Regions from separate parts of the Zea mays genome. Here region 1 is linked to region 2. A link is a contact called in public ChIA-PET data. All regions are on one chromosome and are shown on one strand. Each heading gives the region's core, a stretch centred on a gene start, on an enhancer-like site or on the middle of the called end of the contact. The rest is flanking DNA. Distances are from core to core; before and after follow the strand shown. Region 1 holds the start of LOC100502532 (chloride channel protein). Region 2 has its middle 80 kb from the start of LOC100502532.

Region 1 (5,337 bases), core at 2,686-5,185, 80 kb after region 2:
TGGTGACAGCCGAGGCACCTATAAAAAACTGAGACGTCCCCCAAGGGTCTCCCACCTCGAGCAGGGCTCCACCTCGCCCGAGGTCGACACCACTCAATCCGCCTCACCCGAGGCCGCCTCAGCCCAGTCCATCTCACCCGAGCTGGCCTCAAGGAGATAGGACGAGGGCACTCGAAAACAAGTAGGGGACAGGCGCATTTAATGTGTGTGCCAACCCGCGCCGTGGCAGCGGAGCATAGTGGTGGACAAGACAGCGATCACGTCTAGCGCAGCGGTATGATTACGCCTATGCCAAACATTGCGCGCACGTCGCCTGTCGCTCTCCGATGGGATGCCTAATACGACAAGCCAAGCTGATGAGTCTTTGGGCGCAACCTCTCCGCCTCGCCCGACCCCGAGCTCAGACCTTGGGCAAGTTTGTCGCCTCGCCCGAGCTCGACCTCAGCCACCGACTATGCCGTGAATCCCTCAGACAGCCACTCCACCCGACTGTAGCGCACGTCGAGAGACGGCTCGGCTAGCGCCTCGGGAAGACTTCTGCATCAACCAAGCAGGGGCTCTGATCTCGATGAGTGCTGCATGAAATCTTGACGTCATCACGCGCCAGGGCGATGACATGCCCCTTAAGCAGCCTTTCACCCATACCCCGGCGCTGTTTACAACCACTACGGCATGGGCGGCCTCTCCCTCGAGGGCTCAGGCGTACGGACGACCCCTCGGTCTCGGTCTCTGCCTCGGCTCTCTACGGAAAGTCAACAGGCACGAATCTACTATACAGTACGCCACCGCGTCAGGTGCTAGGCAGCTCTTCTTCGAATACAAGACCCGACTTCACTAAGGACGCTCCCCTTGGCGTATAAATAGGGCAGGGGACCCTCCACGGACAGGGTGATCCACAGATCGACATCAACGCCACACGCCCACAACACGCGTAGACAAACTCTCGCTCTCTCGTTCTGTCTTAGATATTGACACTTGCCTCAATCATCTCTAGGGACTTGGGGACTTCTCCTCTCCCGTTGTGCTTGTACTCCCCTACTACAGGCACCACGGTGCGAGTAATATAAGCCTCATCCTCTCTACTGGAAGTAGGGCCTTGAGTAGCCTGAACCAGGATAATCGCTTGTGTCTCCTCGCACACCATCTAGAGTCGGCCACGCGACACATTTACTGGTTGGTTAAGGACCCACGGTCCAAACACCGACACTTACGATCTTTGAGCTTGGAGTTTTGACTCACATCGATTGTAAAGCGATCAAGAGCCTCCAAGCGTGTGGAGAGCCTTGAACCGATTGATAAAAGAGAAGAGCAACTCAAGTTTCATCTTGATGATCACTTGAGTGAAGAAAGGGCTAAGAGAGACCCGGTCCTTAGTGGACTCCTCAATGGAGACATTGGTTTCTTTGTGAAACCAAACTCCGGTAAACAAATTGTCGTGTCTTTCTTGTGTTGTTGTGATTGCAATTTGCATTACTTCTTTCCTACATAAGTCCTCTTGCGATTGACCATCTTCACATTCTTGTATTGTTCTAAGTCTAAATCACCCTCTCATTGAAAAGAGCAATTGCATGCAAGGAGAACTTCCCTCTTCATCACGATTAATTTGTGTAGTGTAATAACCTCTAATTGGGATCATGTTTTGTTTTGTGTTAAATTTTATGTTTCACTATTCAACCCCCTCTAGTCGACTATCAGAAGACAACTAGGCTAGCCACCAAAACCGACTAGGTCGAGTACCACGATGACAAAGTCAATTAGGCCAACCTCCAAATGTAGTAAGGCTAGATTCCCAAAGTCAACCAGGCCAACTTCCTCTGCCATGGCGACTATAGTGGCCAGTCTAGTTGTGAAACCCCGACCTAGTGGTTTTCAAACCAATTCATTTTAAGTTGATTTTTAGAATTGGAAACGTACCCAACACATTTTAGAGTTATTTTTTACTGGGATAAGACCACATGAGTGAACCACGCTCGATTGAGGTACCCAGCATCCAATCGATCAAAATACATATACTATCTCTTTTATCCCTTTGTTTACCTCTATCTTGTTTTTCATTGCATCTCTCAATGAGTTTTGACAGTGCTCTAAGTGGCTTGCCAATCCTAGGACAACGTTCACGTGCTTCTTCCCAACGGGACTTTCCAAGAGGTGTTGGAGAGTCTACCAGCAAAGAATAGGATCAACATCGGACTGATATCAGTTTTGACATTCTTCATTGTGTTCAAGATGGTATGTGTCCGCGGACATGCTAGCCCTTGCAATATGTGATCCGAATATCTTTAAGCATCAAAAGTGGAGCTAATTATTTTTGCCCTATTTAACTACTTTTATGTTATTGTCATGATTTTTTAAAATGATTAGATTGAGTGAGTGAAGATTATATATATATATATATATATATATATATATATATATATATATATATATATATATATATGGCTAATATTAATTTTGTTCCCCTTTTTGGTTCTTCGGCTATCTTTTGTACTCTGACATAAATGTTTATTTGGTTGTTACATATACCTTTATTATGTGCATGTATGATTGTTGCTGGTTTGAATGGTCCCCTTATGTTGAAAATTTAGCTCTGTGGTATTTCCAAAACAAATAGAGTCCAATTAGAATATGAATGATATCAGAATCTATCTACTACCAATGGAAATATGCACTGTTAAGTGCACCTTGACACCTAACAGAAAATAGGGGAAGTGAGGGATGAAAAACAAATATTTATTTTGGAGATTAATTTTTTCGGTTTTTGTTATTACATATATGCAAATTTGTATTCTTGTATTTAGCATTGAGCTTGTAAAGATTTATAAAAGATAAACCACAAATTTGTCATATATCCTATCAAATGATAGATATAAAATTTGGATATAGATACAGATTTAGGTATTTTCACTTTTTTTGTTGTAGCAGGGAGCAAATAATGCATGAAACAATTTATACAAAATTTTATTCTTATTTGTAGCTTGGTAACATAGGAAAAGATAAGCATTAAATTTTATATATATCTATTTTATAAAATACTAAATTTGTCATAACAATTTAGACATGACAGAGGCCTATATTTTCTGGACAGACGCTGAGAACAAAACCCTTAACAAAAGCGCACGTACGCATCACATCTTGTTTTGTTTTCTTAAGCGACCGGAGGGTGGAGTCACTCCGAGCCTGCTGGATGTTATTCAAAAGGAAAAAAGAAAAGATGTGTGCATTACATCACCATGTTCGCCACCCAAGAAACCATAACCGAATGCAACTTGTGCATTAGAAGATTGGATCAGTAACTTTCTACGGATATATGATATCCCAACCTACGAATCATAGTCCGGTGCAGCCTCGCCCCGTTCTTATCTCCACTGGATCACTGGACTGGACTGTAAGCATCGCATACACGTATCGGCATATCGCGATCCAAATGCTTCTTCACAAAATGGTAGGTGCCTAAATAAATTTTAGTTAAAAATGAATAAAAATAAGGTCTAATCCTAATCTGATATAATCATTAAATCTTATATTGTAAAATTTAGAGCTCATTATCACCTCTAGTCATATCTCATTTCCCCCTTTTAAGGACTATTATATATGATCTCCTATGAGTTGGCTTAAATCATAGTATTGAAGTTGCCTTTGTTTGTTCGTGGTTCATCGAACTAGGAATGCAAGTGGGCAAGTGCCAAGGAACTGAGCCCATCCAGGTTCATGATCAACTGGTACTTTCCTTGCTCTCTCTCAGGGAAAAAAAACCACAGTCCGCCAGTCCATCCATAGACCATAGTCCAAAAGGCAAGGTGAGGTTGCACCTTGAGGTCGTTCTATCAATAATCAATCCATCCATAGAGGCAAGGTGAGGTTGCCAAGGGGGCAAGTGCGTGGTCACAAAAGTGAGACACCGGATGAGCTTGCTGTGTCCATTGCACTCTTCACCTGAAGTGCGAGCTGTGAACCTTGGTGACCTCCCAAGAGGCACCTCACCCCCTCAAGGCAGGGATCACATGTATTAAATTTCAAAAAAAAACTCTATTATTGGTGCCAACTGTGCTGAATTTTCTTCATCACGTAAACAAAGCACATTCTGAAAGCAAAATGTTCATGTGAGGGCTAGGACTCGGCAAGTTTAGAAATTTTCAAGCAAAAGACGCGAGAGAAGGCCAAATTCTTTTGGCCTATATGAAGTTGAGGTGTCTGAAACGAGAGATCTCATTCTCATCACTCATCAGGCTGCCTCTGTCAATGGGTCACCACTCATCCAAGCCCCCCCATCCTTGCAAGTTGTCGGTCCAGCCAGCCACATAGAGACATATAATCACATAGATAAGGCGAATTCCACGGTCCCATCCAATTGCTTGCTTCAGACTTCAGAGGCTAGAGGCAATAGTTCTCTCTCCCGGTCCCGGGGAAAGCCATGGAGGAAGAGCAGAGCCCAAGGCTGGGCCGGGATCCGGCGACCGAGCCCAGTCCTGCGCCGGAATGGCCGGATTCGGACAGCAAGAACGACGACAGTGCGAACGACCCGGAGGACCCTGCCGGCGGCAGCGGCAGCGGCAGCGGCAACGGCATCAGCTCCTTGGAGCAGCCGCTGCTCAAGCGGAGCACCACCCTGACGGCCAGCCACCTGGCCATCGTCGGCGCCAAGGTCTCCCACATCGAGAGCCTCGACTACGAGTGAGCATTCCATCTTAGCTTGTTACTACTAATACCTCCATGCTTGTCATCGTGGCTGATGATGAAGTGCGGCTGGCTCTGCTCTTGCGTCCCAAAATTGAATTGCTCTGTCTGTCTGTTCTGTTCTTGGCACGCAGGATCATCGAGAACGACCTGTTCAAGCACGACTGGCGGAGCCGCTCCAACGTCGAGGTGCTTCAGTACATCTTCCTCAAGTGGGCCATGGCGTTCCTCGTCGGCCTCCTCACCGGCGTCATCGCGTCCCTCATCAACCTCGCCATCGAGAACATCTCCGGCCTCAAGATGCTCCAGATGGTCAACCTCGTCCGCGGGAAGCGCTACTGGGCGGGCTTCCTCTACTTCGCCGGCGTCAACTTCGCGCTCACCTTCGTCGCCGCGGTGCTCTGCGTCGTCTTCGCCCCCACCGCCGCTGGCCCTGGCATCCCCGAGATCAAGGCTTATCTCAACGGCGTCGACACGCCCAACATGTTCGGCGCGCCGCAGCTCATCGTCAAGGTCAAGCCGCTTTTCTCTCTTTTTTTTTTTTGGTTGGGGCCTTGGGGCTTTTCTGAAAAAGAAAAGAAACGGTTCCGTTCCTTGTCTCGTGCTGTCTGTGTGCCTGCAGATCATCGGCAGCATCGGCGCCGTGTCGTCGGGGATGGATCT
Region 2 (5,123 bases), core at 1,804-4,303:
AGGCGTGCAGACGCGTTGCTTGTGGCCATCTACCGGCCCGGTAGCTCGGTCCAGCCCACCTCGTGCAGGTGCAGCAGGCAGCAGCATGTGGGGAAATGGGGAATCAACGACGGCCGTGGAACTGACAGGACGGCCAGGGAGCACAGTACGTTTTAAACTAGGCCTCGGAAAATAAAATTGCGTTACCTTTTGTCTCGGTCTTTTTAAACTAGCGACCCTTCTGGTACGATTTTTTACTATTAGAAATTCATCGGTTGCTACCGATTTTTAATGCATTGATGTAACTATGTAAGAATATTGAAGTGTCCGCACCACATCCCGGTTTGGCAGAGTTCTGGTATTTCTCTGCAAAAAAAGCCGAAGCCCTACCAAATATCTTTTTGCATATAAAAAGCAGAGCCATTTTTTAGTATGAAAAAGGAGCCACAAATAGTAGACCATTGACTGTGGCTCTAGCTCTGACATTTTAATATAGGACATGTTTTAAAAAATTAGGATAAGTCGTTTCTACTAAATGATTTGTGAACTACCAAAATGTTGTTTTTTTAAGTAAAAGCTAGAGGTGTTTTTAGGCAAGCCAGACCCTGTCAACGGATCTTATTTATGCCTGGATTCATAAGGCAACACAAGTTAGATATAAAGACCTTCGTCGTATTGATTTAACACTAAGGAACATAATGAAACAACATGAAAGCCACAAAGTGGAACTTCTTATTCAACTCATCTCATATGCTTTAGTATTTTATTTTATTTCTCCTGATAAATGAGTGTACAAGCACACCTTCAGCTCCCGCACACAGGGTGGCACAAAGGTTCTTCGTAGGCTAAGTAAAACGGAGTGATGACCCTCCAAAAGGTTTTGGAGCTTTATGCAGGGCATTGTTCATCTATTTATATGGAAAATGAACCGTCTTTGCACAGAATTACAATCATGCCCCTTAAGGTTTTACACACATTGTTTACAAATGACATCAGGGCAATAATGTATTTATTCCATCCTCGGTTGCACGGGTTAGCCCCCGTTGTTTGGTAGCTTCTCGTCTGGCTTATGTTCGAAGTTCTTCTGTTGTTGCTAAAGTTATCGACTTCAGCTAACACATTTGTCACTTGCGTGCACAGGCGAAGCTTCTTTGTATGTTGCCTCGGTCGGAGATCAGTTTTGTCCGCCAGTAGAAATGTACTTTCATATTTGTTTGATTCATTTTGAAGGTGGTTTTTACTAAAGCACCTGTGATACTTTTTAGAGATGTATTAGAAAACAATGATTAATTAGTGTTTTAATGATCTTTGAAAGATGAAGGCCTTTAACACTTAGGCCCGTTCGGCAGGCCAGCGTCCAAACCAGGCCAGGATCGAAAGCAGCCCAGGATCAAGTGATACATGTGTTGTCACTAATTCCTAGTCACTAGCCCAGGAACCAATCCGGGAGGTAGCTCACCAGGACTCGTTCCAGACCAAGAATTAAGCGAAGGGAATTCAAATCAGGTGGATCTGTTTCTGGTCCAGATTAAAACGAACGGCTCTAACAGACTGGGCCGGATTCTAAGTCGGGTTGATTCATCCCGCCCAGAAAGAGGCCGGGAATAGGCCGTTCCGGCCGAAACGAACGACGCCTTAGTTGATTTATAGCTCTATCCTCTATGGATCTATCTACCTGTCTGTTTTGCCGGCCGAAGCATGCATCATGCATGTGCTGCAGCACAAGTCCGGGGCGGGGGGCATGCCCGAATTTTTTGCATTTTGGTCCTTCATCGGAAAAAAATTCACGTTTGGACCCTAGAAAATTTTAATGTCATTTTTGGACCCTTTACTCGGCGTCGTAGCCTGTGGCGCCGAGGTAACACAGCTCGGCGCCATAGGCTATGGCGCCGAGGTACGTGTTGAGTTGGCACAAACGGATGTCGTGGCGCCGACGTGGTACCGAGCTCGGCGCCATAGATCATGGCGCCGAGCTCTATTCTGTACAGAAAACTTGTCTAGCTCAGTTGGTAAAATACAAGGCTCTAAACCTTGTGGTTGTGGGTTCGAGCCCCACGGTGGGTGTTTTTTTAATACTTTTTGTCTTTGTCACATTTTTTTGTTGTCCATATTTTTCGTTTATGTCGCTGATTTATCCGTCGTGATTTATTTCTCATCCAGTTTTATTTTTGTGACTGATTTGTTTATTCGTCCAGATTTTTTTTATCCTGCGAGCACAACAGCTGTATATGCAGTAAATTCTAAAATATATCATCCATGAGACAAGTATATAATGGAGTATACTTTTATTTAGTGCAGAAGAAAAAAAGATGATTATGTGTGCTTCTTTTTACTGGGAATATGTTATTATGTATTTAAAATTTATGTTCAAAAGAACTCAATGAAAATATAATATTTTTATTTGATCACGATTGAAGTAAGAGTGTTCTCATTTGATTTTTATTGTGGTTAGCTGAGCAAACAAGGGGAGAAGTTGACGGCTTGTGAGCACTGTGGCACACAGCTGCTGTGCTCGCCGGATAAAAAAATTTGGACGAATAAACAAATCAGTCACAAAAATAAAACTGGATGAGAAATAAATCAGGACAAACAAATCAGCGACATAAACAAAAAATATGGACAACAAAAAAAACAAAAAAGTGACAAAGACAAAAAGTATTAAAAAAAACCACCCACCATGGGGCTTGAACCCGCAACCATAAGGTTAAGGGTCTTGTATTTTACCAACTAAGCTAGATAAGTTTTCTGTATAGAATAGAGCTCGGCGCCATAATCTATGGCGCCGAGCTCGGCACCACGTCGGCGCCACGACATCCGTTTGTGCCAACGCAACACGTACCTCGGCGCCATAGCCTATGGCGCCGAGCTGTGTTACCTCGGCGCCACAGGCTACGGCGCCGAGTAAAGGGTCCAAAAATGACATTAAAATTTTCTAGGGTCCAAACGTGAATTTTTTTCCGATAAAGGACCAAAATGCAAAAAATTCGGAGGGCATGCAGGCTACTGCAGTATAGAGGGCCTGCTGCTGTGCCTGGGCTGCATGTCGACTCAAGGCAGCATGCGAGCGCGGCAGTCACAAGACGATGGGCTTCTCTCTCTGCTCTCAATCTCAATTCTCAACTTCTCCGGGCCTCCTGGGCTCAACCATCGGCTGCTGTGTTGCCAAAAGCATCTGCCGGCTCTTTTGCTTTCTTTCTTTTCTTAACAATAATCCACCTCAGGACTGGGTCGGTTAGATGTTAATTCATATGGATTGGATATAATTAAGTCAGTTTAAATTTATAGCAAGTTAAAATCTGCTTCAATACATCTTAGTCCGCTTCAATCCTTCAATCAATGTGAAAAAGAAATAATCGAACAAAGCCTGACACGGACAGGTATACACGCCATGCATGCCAAGATGGGCGCAAACAGGGACAGACCCAGAACAAAACAAAAATGAAGGCACACTTCTAAGGATAGACACCAAAATATTAGAGCGAGGACATTTTAGTTAGGTTCAGCAGAAGATTTAATGGTAAAAAATCTAGACACTAATACTTACAATAAAGAAATAAGCGAGGCCTAGACCCTCACCCCCTTATATGTAGGTCGCGCAGACAGCGGATCCTAGCCATCACTTATCGCCAACGCAAGGGCAAGACTGTGAAACAAACTTAGAACGGCTCTTGGGTGCAGGCAGGAGCCGTCTATTTGATCAATCACTCGGCCGGCCTTTGTATCTGTCTCTGTCGATGTATGCATGTGACTTGGAAGCCAGGGATCGTGAGCTCCCCTCAATTATTGGGCCTCTTTTATGTCTGTCCGAATCTCGTGGAGCTTGGAGCCATATGCCTGGTCACTTGGCACGACAGACAGGGAGGCCACCTGTCGCGGGCATGGCCACATTGCTTGCCTGCGCTCATCGCCATTTCTCCGAGTCACAGATTATTCTATGCGATTAATCGCGCATCAAGCTGGAGCACTCCTGTGATAGCTAGTGACTTGGTACGTGATCGCCTGATGGGGTGATCCAGATCTGGTCAACACTAGTACTATCATTCATTCCTCATGATCCTGTCTCCATTCTCACCCACCTTTCTGGTATAACTACCCCCGTTCTATTGCAATTGTTATTGTTATATTAATATTGGTGCTTGTGAGCCATGCCGTGAGGCGAGACTTTTTATCTGGCTTTCATTTGGTTACTTCTCCCACCCCAGAGAGAATCAAATCTTTATCTTTACTTAATACAATGAGCGAATAAATTTTCTCTACGACGAGAAATAAATATTTTAAAAATAGGGTGTAGGGATTCGAATGCTACCCACTAGTTTTAAGTGCTCGGTTTCTACCATTACAACTCATGTCTATTTATGTTATATGAATGTAAAAGTACATACTAATAATTTTAAAATACAAAAAATATAACCATATTTTAATAAATATCTTATTTAAACTAGATCTATCTATATGATATGATATATATAAAGACCTTAGCAATTTACAAGCAACTAACTAGTGAGCCCGTAATGCATGAGACTATGAAGGTTCTTTGAGATCGCTTTTTGGCTCCATAGACTTCATGATAGAGCAGCTTATAAAAGCTAGAGTTTAAATTTACAAAGCACCCATTAAACGCTAGCTCTCCTTGCTTTATCTTTTTTTTTACTAAGCAGAGTTGGAGCTTAGTCTGAACAAGATATCGTAACAAATTAGAACTCTCGCTCGAACTGATATAATCTTTGATTGTCCACACTAACAAGTCAGACTGTGAAATGGAAATGTGCCCTTGGGTCATTTCTATAAATATTTTGGTTATTCGATGTTCAACATATATTGTTTTGTGCTAAGTGTCAAATAGATGCAAATGGAAAATCAAGGTATGATTCTAGATTTAGTAAATTGTTTTTGGTACTAATATTATTCTACTAAGTGCTAGGAGCCTTGTTAAAACGAGAGAAATTGAATTGGAAGAGTTTGGCTGAGTCCAGCTAGACTGAGGTGCACCGGACTATCCGGTGCTCAGGCTGGCTCCCCTAGCGAACAGCCGCTCTCGGGAAAAGTTCAGCGCGTCGCGGCTATAATTCACCGGACTGTCCGGTATGCCAGCCGCGCCCACGCCAACGGTCGGCAACGCAATCAACGGGTGACGCGTGGACTTC

The links. ChIA-PET counts read pairs in DNA pulled down with a chosen protein or histone mark.
Region 1: a contact with region 2 is called in an H3K4me3 ChIA-PET map of seedling, with 9 times the contacts expected there. The contact joins the promoter of LOC100502532 here to the enhancer-like site in region 2. A contact is called at or near these places in 17 of 25 Hi-C or Micro-C datasets (bundle sheath, ear, endosperm and 5 more) and 2 of 3 datasets of contacts at active chromatin or transcription factors (leaf and seedling).

Annotation. Positions count from the first base shown.
Region 1 is chr9:112,540,313-112,545,649 of Zm-B73-REFERENCE-NAM-5.0, forward strand. It overlaps LOC100502532 (chloride channel protein), which reads left to right and starts at 3,936. Exons shown (of 4, transcript NM_001398833.1): 1 at 3,936-4,671; 2 at 4,809-5,187; 3 at 5,297-5,337. The coding sequence starts at 4,412.
Region 2 is chr9:112,461,243-112,466,365 of Zm-B73-REFERENCE-NAM-5.0, forward strand. No RefSeq gene overlaps it. Among protein-coding and RNA genes, the nearest start is that of LOC100502532, 80 kb to the right of the region's middle. Within about 2 kb of position 3,054, at least 17 of the 20 cell types and tissues checked have an H3K27ac peak or open chromatin away from gene starts, as enhancers often do. A contact at or near this core is called in bundle sheath, ear, leaf and 4 more, where this site is marked.